Regions from separate parts of the Mus musculus genome. Here regions 2 and 3 are each linked to region 1. A link is a contact called in public promoter capture Hi-C data. All regions are on one chromosome and are shown on one strand. The core of a region is the stretch at or near the end of the contact, and the rest is flanking DNA. Distances in the headings are between cores, read along the strand shown. Region 1 holds the start of Il5ra (interleukin 5 receptor, alpha). Region 2 holds the start of Arl8b (ADP-ribosylation factor-like 8B). Region 3 holds the start of Edem1 (ER degradation enhancer, mannosidase alpha-like 1).

The links. Promoter capture Hi-C pulls out the DNA fragments that hold promoters and counts their contacts.
Region 2: a promoter capture Hi-C map of pre-B cells shows a contact between it and region 1, with 5 times the contacts expected there. The contact joins the promoter of Arl8b here to the promoter of Il5ra in region 1. A contact is called at or near these places in 1 of 39 promoter capture datasets (pre-B cells) and 1 of 115 datasets of contacts at active chromatin or transcription factors (pro-B cells).
Region 3: a contact with region 1 is called in a promoter capture Hi-C map of pre-B cells, with 4 times the contacts expected there. The contact joins the promoter of Edem1 here to the promoter of Il5ra in region 1.

What each region holds. Positions count from the first base shown.
Region 1 is chr6:106,747,635-106,750,973 of GRCm38.p6, reverse strand. It overlaps Il5ra (interleukin 5 receptor, alpha), which reads left to right and starts at 1,937. Exons shown (of 13, transcript NM_008370.2): 1 at 1,937-2,127.
Region 2 is chr6:108,781,088-108,784,633 of GRCm38.p6, reverse strand. It overlaps Arl8b (ADP-ribosylation factor-like 8B), which reads right to left and starts at 1,575. Exons shown (of 7, transcript NM_026011.3): 1 at 1,257-1,575. The coding sequence starts at 1,379.
Region 3 is chr6:108,826,455-108,830,027 of GRCm38.p6, reverse strand. Edem1 (ER degradation enhancer, mannosidase alpha-like 1) reads right to left here and starts at 1,387. Exons shown (of 12, transcript NM_138677.2): 1 at 795-1,387. The coding sequence starts at 1,288. It overlaps Gm35417 (a long non-coding RNA gene), which reads left to right and starts at 1,752. Exons shown (of 2, transcript XR_377956.4): 1 at 1,752-1,811.

The DNA of each region.
Region 1 (3,339 bases), core at 688-3,187:
TTGTTTATGTCCTTTGAGTTCACAGGAAAACATGGGAGAATGGGAAGCGTATTGTTTATTTTTTATTGGTAGAGTAAGTTAAAATATCAAACCGCACACTTGGGGAACAATGACATTCAGAGACATAGCCGGAATAATTTTCTGAAAATCTTCAGAGTGTCTGGCATTGTGCATATCTGAAATCTGTAAATACATTTTGTATAACCATGTGTAAGAAATACAACAAATGTTAAAAGTAGCCTTTCAGGACACAGCGTTCCGTGCTTATGATGAGTAGTATTTTCAGTGTTCTTTAGTAATGCATCTAAACTAAGACACATAGTACTCTGAAGAGTAGGTAGGCCAGATGGCTGAAACTCTGTCTAACCTTTCCTGGACAGCTCTCAGCAAAGAGCAGGAGTTTTTTCTGCTTCTTGTTTCACTTCTTCTTTCCCCAAGGAAGATCACATTGTTTGGGTCATCAAACAACGATTGATCTGGTTTCATTTTGGCTTCTCTTTCAAACGGTTACCTTGGGAACCCCGGGCACAGACACAGCACTGTACTTACACCGTGCGAGCGGACACTGAGCCCCGCAGCAACTTTTTTCAGGGGACTCATCATTTATCATCTCACAAACAGAAACACTGATTTAGCCTCCACAATGGCTTCTCTATGTCTGCCCCCTCTTCTCTGAAAGACTTCTCTGCTGGCTTCTCTGGGGACTAGGAGTCCTGCACCAGGTCTTTGAGAGGTAGTTACTACTATCTGGCTCAAATAAGAAAGCACTGAACACAGTTCTCATGTACTCTCACCCTAAGCCAGTGCTTTGTACACCTGTGGGACATGACTCCCACAACAGGGGTCACATATCAGATATCTTGCATATCAGATATCTGTATTATGATTTGGAACAGTAGCAACATTACAGTTATGAAGTAACAAGGGAATAATTTTATGGTTGGGGTTAGAACCATTGCTCTAAGCCATAATTAAAGGGGGGAAAATACCTGCTCTGCTAGTCACTCAGCATGAAAATCCTCAGACTAAAACACCCAGAGAAAAGCAAAGGGCAGGAGACTCCAAGAGCATCTGTATCAACTGAAGAACAACAATAAGGCTAGGTTGCCACACTGGGCACTGGAAGATGACACGGGAGTAGTATGTGGAGTGTGCCTTGGAGACTGTCACTGTCAGGGCTGATGACGGATGAGCTGGGTCAGGCTAGATAGACCCTAGCAATTTATTAGAGCTAGACTCCTAGGCAATTCTCTCTCTACATGTTCACTTAAGGGTTCAGAGCTTCATAACAAAGCAGAAGTCAGGAGTCTCAGAAATGCACTTCAAAATCAGGGTGGAGGAACCTGCCCATGTGTCAGGCCCTGTGACCTATCAACTCACAAGCCTCCTGTTGGGATATTGACCAGACACAGTATCTTTGCTTATATGCAAGCACACACTTGCGTGCAACACACACACACACACACACACACACACACACACACACACACACACATACACACACACACACACACCAGGCTAAAGCTCGCAGAGTTCTCAGATTGTGGTATATGAAGGAGGCAAGCCTTTGTCAGTGAACAGTATGATCACTAAGACTCTAGTGTGGGCCCTCTCTAATGGGTTGCTCTCTTGGGAATCTTCTTCCAAAGAGCAGTTGTGTGGTCTTTCCATTGTAAGAGAAACTGCAGGTGTCTTCTTAACCATGACAGTTCTGATGATGAAAGAGTAAAGAACCCGCCTTAAAGTCAAACACCAGTGCACCCAGAGAGTAGATGCACAGCTGCAGGCTCAGAGCTCGGCAGCCACTGTACTTCTTAGTAACCAGGAATCAAACGTTTGACTCACTGTAGGGTTGGTAGGGCAGATAAATACCTTTTTCTATGACTAGGCTGGAGACACGCCCAGGACCCTCACCAAAAGGAGGGACAGGAAAAGAGAAATAATTGGTAAACACAGAAAATGTTTCAATAGAAAAAAGAGGAAACAGAACACTGTGTAGCCCTGTTATCAGCAGAGACAGAGCTAACGCTGGGGATACCAAACTAGAAGAAGCTCACTGGACAGGTCCCGGTATGCAGTTCTATTTTTGTTGATGGCTCTGTATCTAATGTGTTCATTTGTACCAAGGTGAGTCCTGTTAAAGTAATGTCTTGTGTTTTGCCAAAACCCCTGGAAATAGAAGACATTTGTTTCCTCCTGCTGTTGACAGTTTATTAAAAGAAGTATATATCTAATGACAAGACTTCTTAAAAAAATATACGAGTTTAGAAAATAGGCTATAGATCTAGTTAGATATAGTCAGAATAAGTTTCAGAGTTAATTTCAAGAGTTACAAATTTAGAGACAAACAACAATAAGGTAGTGATGTCATAAACTGAAGTTATTTTTTTCTGCTTTCTGCTGAAATATCTTTGGTATCTGTGATTTTTATTTTATCTAAAATGTACAAAAAGCTTATGAGATGTCTCACTTGGCTTTATGCTCACTAGTTAGGTACCTAAAACCAGGAAGATATATATTCCAGATACACAAAAAGCATGGATGGAAAGGAATCGAGAGAAAGAAGAAAGAGAGAGAGAGAGAGAGAGGGAGAGAGAGAGAGAGAGAGAGAGAGAGAGAGAGAGAGAGAAAGGAAAGAAGGAAGAAAGAAAGAGAGGAAGGCCAGAAAAAACGATAATTCAGTGGATTATAATTTTGAACACTTCATTACCTATTATTTCTGTATGTTCATATGGTCTCTTCAATAGTTGGCTGGTGATAAATATATGTAGTTGATTATTAAACATTTATATTTTGAAATATAATCAAGATTTGGAAATCAAACTGTCTCATTTGTTTAACAGTACTTAACATGCAATGTGGGGAAATTTTTAAGTAATGCATGCAAGAAGCCAGTCTTGCCAGGCATTGCCCACACAGCCTCACAGCTGATCTAAGCCATCCCTTTGTTGATGTTGAACAGACTTGCCTTGCCTCACAAGGGCTGAGTAATGACTTGTCCCTATTCTTCTCTGGACCAAGACTGATAGGCATGTGCCCTGGACCTGACAGGGTGATACGTGCTGGGGCTATGATGGAAAGCTAGATACAACAGGCAGTGGTGGTTCTCGACTTCTAACGTTGAGAACCTGTGGAACTGAAGGGATCATCCATAGTCAGGTATGTCCACCAACGAGGAAGCATCTATGTGGATCTTAGTGCCAAATGGGATTGGTGAGATATAGTTAAGTATTGAGATACTTGTAGCAAACACTCTGTCTATGCAGAATACTGAGGGTGGCAGCTATTCAGGTCTGGTTTTACGGAGTTTTATAGTTTTTTGTGTTTGTGGCCACATCT
Region 2 (3,546 bases), core at 326-2,825, 2.0 Mb before region 1:
GTCCCGAGGAAACTCCAATTCTTATCTAGGGTAACAGAAAATGAACAGCTTGAAGCCTGTAGAAAAGTTCTAGTATGAAAGAGTCTAAAGTCTGTTCTGCCTTGTTCTCTTGGGGTCGGGGTAGAGGCAACATAGAAAGAGCCTAACATGAAGTTCGGGAAAGTTTCCTTACACTTATATATTCAGCCATCTTCGAAAGAGATTTGAGCCTCCGCTCCTCTCTCTGACGCCTGTTGCTCTATTACTACAGGGACTGAGTCACACGTTACCTAGGTTTTCCCAGGGCAGTGTGTAGCCAAACCAGTCGGGCAGCTCAGCTGTCTCCTGTGTGAGGATTGCAACAATCCTCTTGAAGGTCTAGGAACTGCCGCCACTTCTCATCAGAACAATTGTAAAGCTCAACCCTCTAAGTACAGCCCTAAAACTGTGCAATGACTCCTTGGCTCCAAAGACTGACATTCACGCCCATTCCTTTCCCAACCAATCAAAGACGCAAAACTCAACGACCACTCTCCCACCGAATTCACATTATATTTACTAGGCAACTTCCCTGAGCCTCCATAAGCTACGTCCCAATCCAAACAAATTCCTTCTGCAAGAGGGAAGAAAAAAAAAAATCTCTCTAAAGACCAAAGCCTGCAAACTTTATGTTGAATGCAGATCCATCTATCTACCCGTTTAACACAATCAGCTGTGGAGAAACCGAGACTCGCCTCGCCCTTGCTCCCTGTCTTAGAAAATACTGGGATCTGAATGGTCTCTCCAACAGCTTCCCCCAGTAAGCTAGGTCATCAGTTTGCTCTCCGACGCTCCATGGACAAGTGACAAAGACCAAGCGAACTGGAGGCGCCGAGGCTCCCCCTGGCATTCACAGAAGCGCCCACACGGGTTGCCTGCTTTCACAATGCGACTCCATCGTCCCAAGTGGAGACTTAGGAGAGGCGTCCCCTTCGCAGGCGTTCTGGAAAAGGCCAGGCTCACCCGTCCGGGTGAACAAGTGACAGGTTGGAATTAACCCTTCAGCCTCTACGGCCCGAAAGGCAGCAAGTGTGGCAGACTCGGATTAACCCTTTCCAGGCCGTGTTAAAGGCACAGCCCCCACCACCACCACCAAAACGCAACGTGGAATTGACCCTCCTGCTGCCGACCCTCCGGCTACAACTCCGAGGCCCACACACGCAGGATCGCCCGGCCCGGCCTTCGGGGAGGTGACAGGCGCGAGACGCCGGCCAGGCCGCCCGCAGAGGGCTGCTCACCGCGATGACATTGACGAAGGTGGTCTTGCCGGAGTACTGCAGCCCCACGAGCGTCAGTTCCATCTCCTCCTTCCAGAAGAGCGAACGGAACCAGTCCAGCAGGCGGGAGATGAGCGCCAGCATGGCGGCGGCCGGCTGCGAGCGTGGACGGGCGCGGACGACAGCGGACACTCTTTCCCACGAGCGGGTATCGGCCCCGAACCCGCCAACGGCTCTTCGGCGGGGCCCCTGGCGCGACGCGGGCAGACAGAGGCTGGCGGCAGCGACGGCCGGAGCCAGGAAGCCCAGCGGGTCATATGACTCGCCCTACCCCCCCCACGCCTGGCCCAGCGCAGGCGCGGAAGCGCACGGAAAGAGCGGCGCGGTCCCGTAGACTCCCAGCGCCCTCCGGCGACATCGCCACCTGATGGTGAATCCCACGACACACCCTTCCCTCGCCTTGGTGCCAATTCACTTGTCACATGCCTTTCCTCTTTTCTTTTCTTTCTTTCTTTTTTTTTTTCCCCCCAAATTATGGGTCTCCCAGCAAACGCATGTCAACAATTTCAGTACTTGAGAGGTGGAGGCAGGAGGATCAAGAGTTCAATAAACACAGAAGGTGGGGTTACAGAAATGACTCGGTGGTTAAAAGTGCTTGAGGCTCTTTCAGAAGACCCAAGTTCAGGACCCAGCACCCACACCTGGCAGCCCTCATCAGCCTGTAACTTCAACTCTGGGGGATCCAGATCTAGGGCTTTCTGACCTTGTACATTCTGCAAACATATGCGCATACTCCCACAACGAAACACATAAATAATAATAATCTTTAAAAAAAAACAAAGAGTTGGTCCTCGTTCACTTTTTGATTGAATTTTCCTATAATTGTTCATTGGCAATGTACCCTGAAGGAAAAAGTTAATACTCGGAGGAATTGAACACGGAATAAAAAAAAAAAAAAATCAGAATCTGGGATGGGGATGTAACCCAGTGGTAGAATGCTTGCCTGGCCTGTATGGAGCACTCTGGGTCTAACTAGGGCTCAAGGGAGGATGGGGCAGAGGCAGTGATCCGAATGTAAAGTGAATAAATAAATGAATTAATTAATAGGGAAAATTTCTTTCCCAGCATGTGAAAGACACAGGGTTTGTTTCTAACACAGCAAAACATTAGTGACAGCAAAATCCCTGCCCTCCTGCGGGTTACAGTCCAGTGTGGAGAACAGAACATATACAGCAAACAAACGAGAAAATGCCACGTGGTACTTAACACTATAAAGAAGAGGAACAGAGAAGAAGCTGGAGCCGGCCTGCTTGTCTTTAAGTCAGGTGGTCCTGAGTGGAAAGGCTTGAGGGAAGTGAGAAGGAGAAGCAGGCTGACGTTTGGTAGAAGCACATTCCAGGAAAAGACCCTGAATGGGGAAGGACAGTGAAGTGGTTTGGACTTTGAAGGATGGTGTGCCTGGGGCGAGGGGGAAATGATGGAATTATATTTTAACTGAAAATATATTTTTAAAAAGGAACTCCAGCTGGCTGCCCCAACTTCCCCAGTTGATTTCTGCTTCATATTTGTAAATCTCTAACTTAATGGATGCTTTCTTTGTTAGCTCTCTCCATCAGCTACTCTAGTCATCTCTGCTGGATGTTGTGACCTTGCAGTTTGATGGAGTGGGGCTACCAGTCTACTACTTGCTATTTATCCTTTTACTTTCACTTGCTGTACACTTAAGAAGTTCATTTAAAACCAAAAGTGTAGCTATTGTAGGTTATTCTCTGGACAGTACCCAACACTGGCAAAGATCGGTGGAAGCCTGGAGTAGGGAGAGGTGGAAGAGAATTCAGGGACCAGAGGGAGTGGGATATGGTGGCACGAGTTTGGACTTGATTATACAAGATGGGAAGACAGAAGGTAGCCTGAAGACTTAATTGTTTTTACTGTGTGTGTGACTTGCCTGCACATGTGTCTTCGCACCACATGCATGTGGTACCTGAGAAAAGCAGAAGAGGATATTGGGTCCCCTGGAACTGGAGTTACAGACAGACAGTTGTTGACCTCCATGGTGGTCCTCTGCAAGAGCAGCAAGCACTCAACTGCTGTGGTACCTCTGTAGCCCCTATGAAAAGACTGACTGTGTGTGTGTGTGTGTGTGTGTGTGTGTGTGTGTGTGTGTGTGTGAGAGAGAGAGAGAGAGAGAGAGAGAGAGACAGAGACAGAGACAGAGAGACAGAGACAGAGACAGAGAGACAGAGAGAGAGACACACACACAGAGAGAGAGAATTGGTCCGAGGACAATTTGTAAGAGTTGATTCTCTGC
Region 3 (3,573 bases), core at 138-2,637, 2.1 Mb before region 1:
TAATAACTCCACTCCCATCTAAGGAGAGGGAAACACGACAGTCACCAACCAGCCTGACTTGGTCTGTGGCAACGCACACCCTTCAGGGAGGAGGAACTTGGCTGGGTGTCCTGCTGTCTTGGACTTTGAAGTCCACTCGAGTAACCCCGGAACTCCACCTTCCCATACGTGGCTAGTGGGCTGCGAGGACTAGTTGACCTTCTGACAGCACCATCACCCCACTGGTGTTTACGATGGTACCAAGCAATGACGGTGTCAGTCAACTCTGCGCCTAAGAAATCATCCTTCAAGTATCCAGATCGCCAATCTGGGCCAGGCAACTACCATTCCTGCCAATAAGCTCCCCTCAGTCTAGGCTGCGGCCCCTGGAAAGGAGAAACACTTAACGCCTCATCCCAATCCGGGCGTCCAACTCACTAGATGGCCCCTTTCTAGGAACCCGCTCCTTAACCTTATTAAAGCTTTGGGTGTGGCATTCTGATCAGGAGTGGGGAGGCTTCGTTTTGAAGCGGAGTTTTCCAAAGGAAACCTATATAACCAGCACTTAGATATGTGTCTATCTGGAGCAAGGGATACTGTGATTGTCCCTTCCGGTCTCTGGGACTCAGTTTCCCCATTTGCAACAGAAAATGACAAGGACAGCTGTCCTGAAGTTTGGAGGGTCAGGGAGAATCAAGGGGATGGCAGTCCACTGGGGTAAGGAGAGGAGGAACCTCGGACTACTGCGGACCTTAAAGACCCTGGTGTGTTCTCAGGGACCCGGAGGGGCGGAAGGCAGCGCGCGGGCTACTCACGGGTCTCCGCGGTCAGGCCCCCGGCCGCGGCAGTAGATGGGGTTGAGCTCGTCCTGCGGAAAGGCGTGCGCCATGTAGTTGTCATAGCCGAAGACGAACATGCCCCGCGCCAGGTCGCGCATCTGGGCACGCAGCTGCGGCGGGAAGGCGCCGCTGTAGCGCCGCTCGTACTCGTCCGGGCCGCAGCCACCGCCGCCCAGGGCATAGCCCCAGTGCGCCGGGCCGCACACGCCCGGTCCCGGCGTCGGTCCCGGCTCTGGCGGGGTCTCAAGCCGCCCCTCCGTTCCGCGCCTTGGCCGATGAAGCCAGGCCGGGCCTCCGGGCGGACCAACTGGCCCCGAGCCGTCGGGGTCCCTCAAGCGCTGGAAGCCGAAGCTGAGCGGAAACCGCTGGTAGAAGCCCATGCTGGGCCCCAGCCCGAAGACCAACCAGAGCACCGCGTGGAGGCCGAGGCGCAGCAGCACCAGCCCCAGGACAAGCGCTCGCCATTGCATGGTCGCGCGTCCGCCGCGGGCATTATTTTGAAGCGCCGGGCGCGTCCCCAGCCGACCGCCTCCCCGCGCGTCCGCCGGGAGCCCGCTCACTTCCCCTTTAAGGAACTCCCTCGTGACGCACCAGGAACTGGTCCATTGTCCCCCGCCCCGCGGACGGGACCGGCCCGCCTGGCCCCGCGTTCGCCCGCCGGCCGCCGGGGATTGGCCTCCACCGGCCCGGCCTCGAGGGGCGCGGCCGGGGACTCCCTCCGGCTCTATAGGCCGCCCGGACTGCAAGGCCCCGCCCTGCCACTGGGCCACGCCCCCTGGGCGGTTCCGAGTCTGGTCTAGCTGGCGTGGCGAGCCTAGGTCGCTCTGGCTTTTGGGGAAAGAACTTCCAGCCAATAGGAGCGCGGCACGGGAGCTCCGGGAGCCGGACACAGACATGGCCTCTGACCCGCCCTAGCCCGGGTAAATGGTGTCCCTGAACAGAAGATGGATGGGAGAAAGCCCGTCCAGGTATGGAGTAGTAGGTGTGAGAAAGGTAAGGGCCAGGGCCTTTAGGCAAAGGAAGTACTTACGAATATCTAGGAAAGGTTTTTAACTTGGTGGGAGTGGGACTCCCTGGTCCAGACCGCACGAAATGTCCAGATTTTTTGTTTTGTTATTGGAACGCCTTAACTTGGAAAAAAAAAATTCATAATACTTCTAAAATACTCCAAGATCACATCCAATCCCAACAAGGCGGGAGGGGGAACTAACACCAGATCATTTTCATCAGAACCATTTAAACATCTTTTCCTGACAGTCCTATCATCTCATCGCAGTGCTAGGCAGAGGCGACCTTGGAAATGTAGGGCAGATTGGGGGTTTAATCCCATCCAAGTGCTAATTCCTATAATTAAGGTTACTGATTTCGTTTTTTAAGGGCTGTGGCTTTCAACACTTGGAGCGCCTGTAAAAGTTTTGCCTTTCCTAAGATTATACCCTGTGTCTATCAAACTTGCAAAACATAAAAATAAAAAAGTAAAAAAAAAAAAAAAAAATAGGGGAAGTAACGAAATCAGTAATGCCTGTCACCAACCTGAAGGCAATGACAGGGAGGACTTAGGTAAATCCTGGACCATTCTCCTTCCATTTTGGGGTCAGAATTGTCCCTGCAATGTGATAGGGTACAACAGAGCAGCCAGCAACAATTTAAGTTCTTTGGGTTGGGAGAGCTTATTTTGTGAGATACAAAGGCCTGAGCAGTATACAAAAAAAAAGGGGGGAGGGGGAAGAAGTTACTGGACTGGATAAACTTGTATAAGACCAACTGATTCCAGTCCTTGACACGGAACTACTAGTTTCTGCCTCCCTGAAGCTAACACAAACTGAAAATGGACATTAAAGCTATGCTTTGTTTCCTCCATAAGCTACTTCTGTGCAAATTTTAGCTGAAATGTAGCTTGCACTCTGGTCAGCTGTCAGCCACTGATGACAGCAACTGTTCTCACATTACAGAAAAGCCCTAATTTTAAAAGACGAGTCTAATAACCATAGAAAACCAGCTAGTTTATGAAAAATGCTTTTCATGGCACAACTGACAATAAGTGCCAATAGAACAGGTTTTCAGAACGCTAGCATGTATTCCTATTTTATCTTCATTAAAAAAAAAAAACTAAAGATGAAGTATCTGTGACTGTCCCTTTAGACTAGGATTTCTCAGATTGAATGTAGCTGATGAAATTGAGACAACTCTATCTAATCAGAATATTCAGCCTTAAATATAAAAACAAATTCTAAGACAGGATCTCACTATGTAGCCCCAGTTTGTCTCCAACCTGTAATCCTCCTGCCTCCGCTCCAAATGAGATATTATGGGAAGGTTTGTGATAGGTTTTTCCAAATACATATACATTCTCACAAGAGTACCTCAGGACTAGCATGAAAAAGTCACTTCCGTTTTAGGTACAGCTTTACCGTGCAGCTCCAAAGACACAGCTGAGAATCTAGTCAGAATCCTGCCTTGTAACTGTAACCTTGTTAAGTTAGTTCCTGCACTGTTTCCCCTGCTGCAAAATATTCCCCATTTTAAGACATGAACAATACTTACCACAAACTCTCTCATACACTTACAAAAACAAAACAAAAACCCAACAAACAAAAACTTGTAGTAGTAGGCCCTGCTAATAATGACATGAAGAAGAAAATAAACTGGTGTGCTGCCAGGCAGGAGTGACTTTTATGTGAGTGGGACCAAGACAATCTCCTGTGAACTGTTAATTTCTGAAACAAGTAACTTTGCCTATTAAAAGTTAACTTAT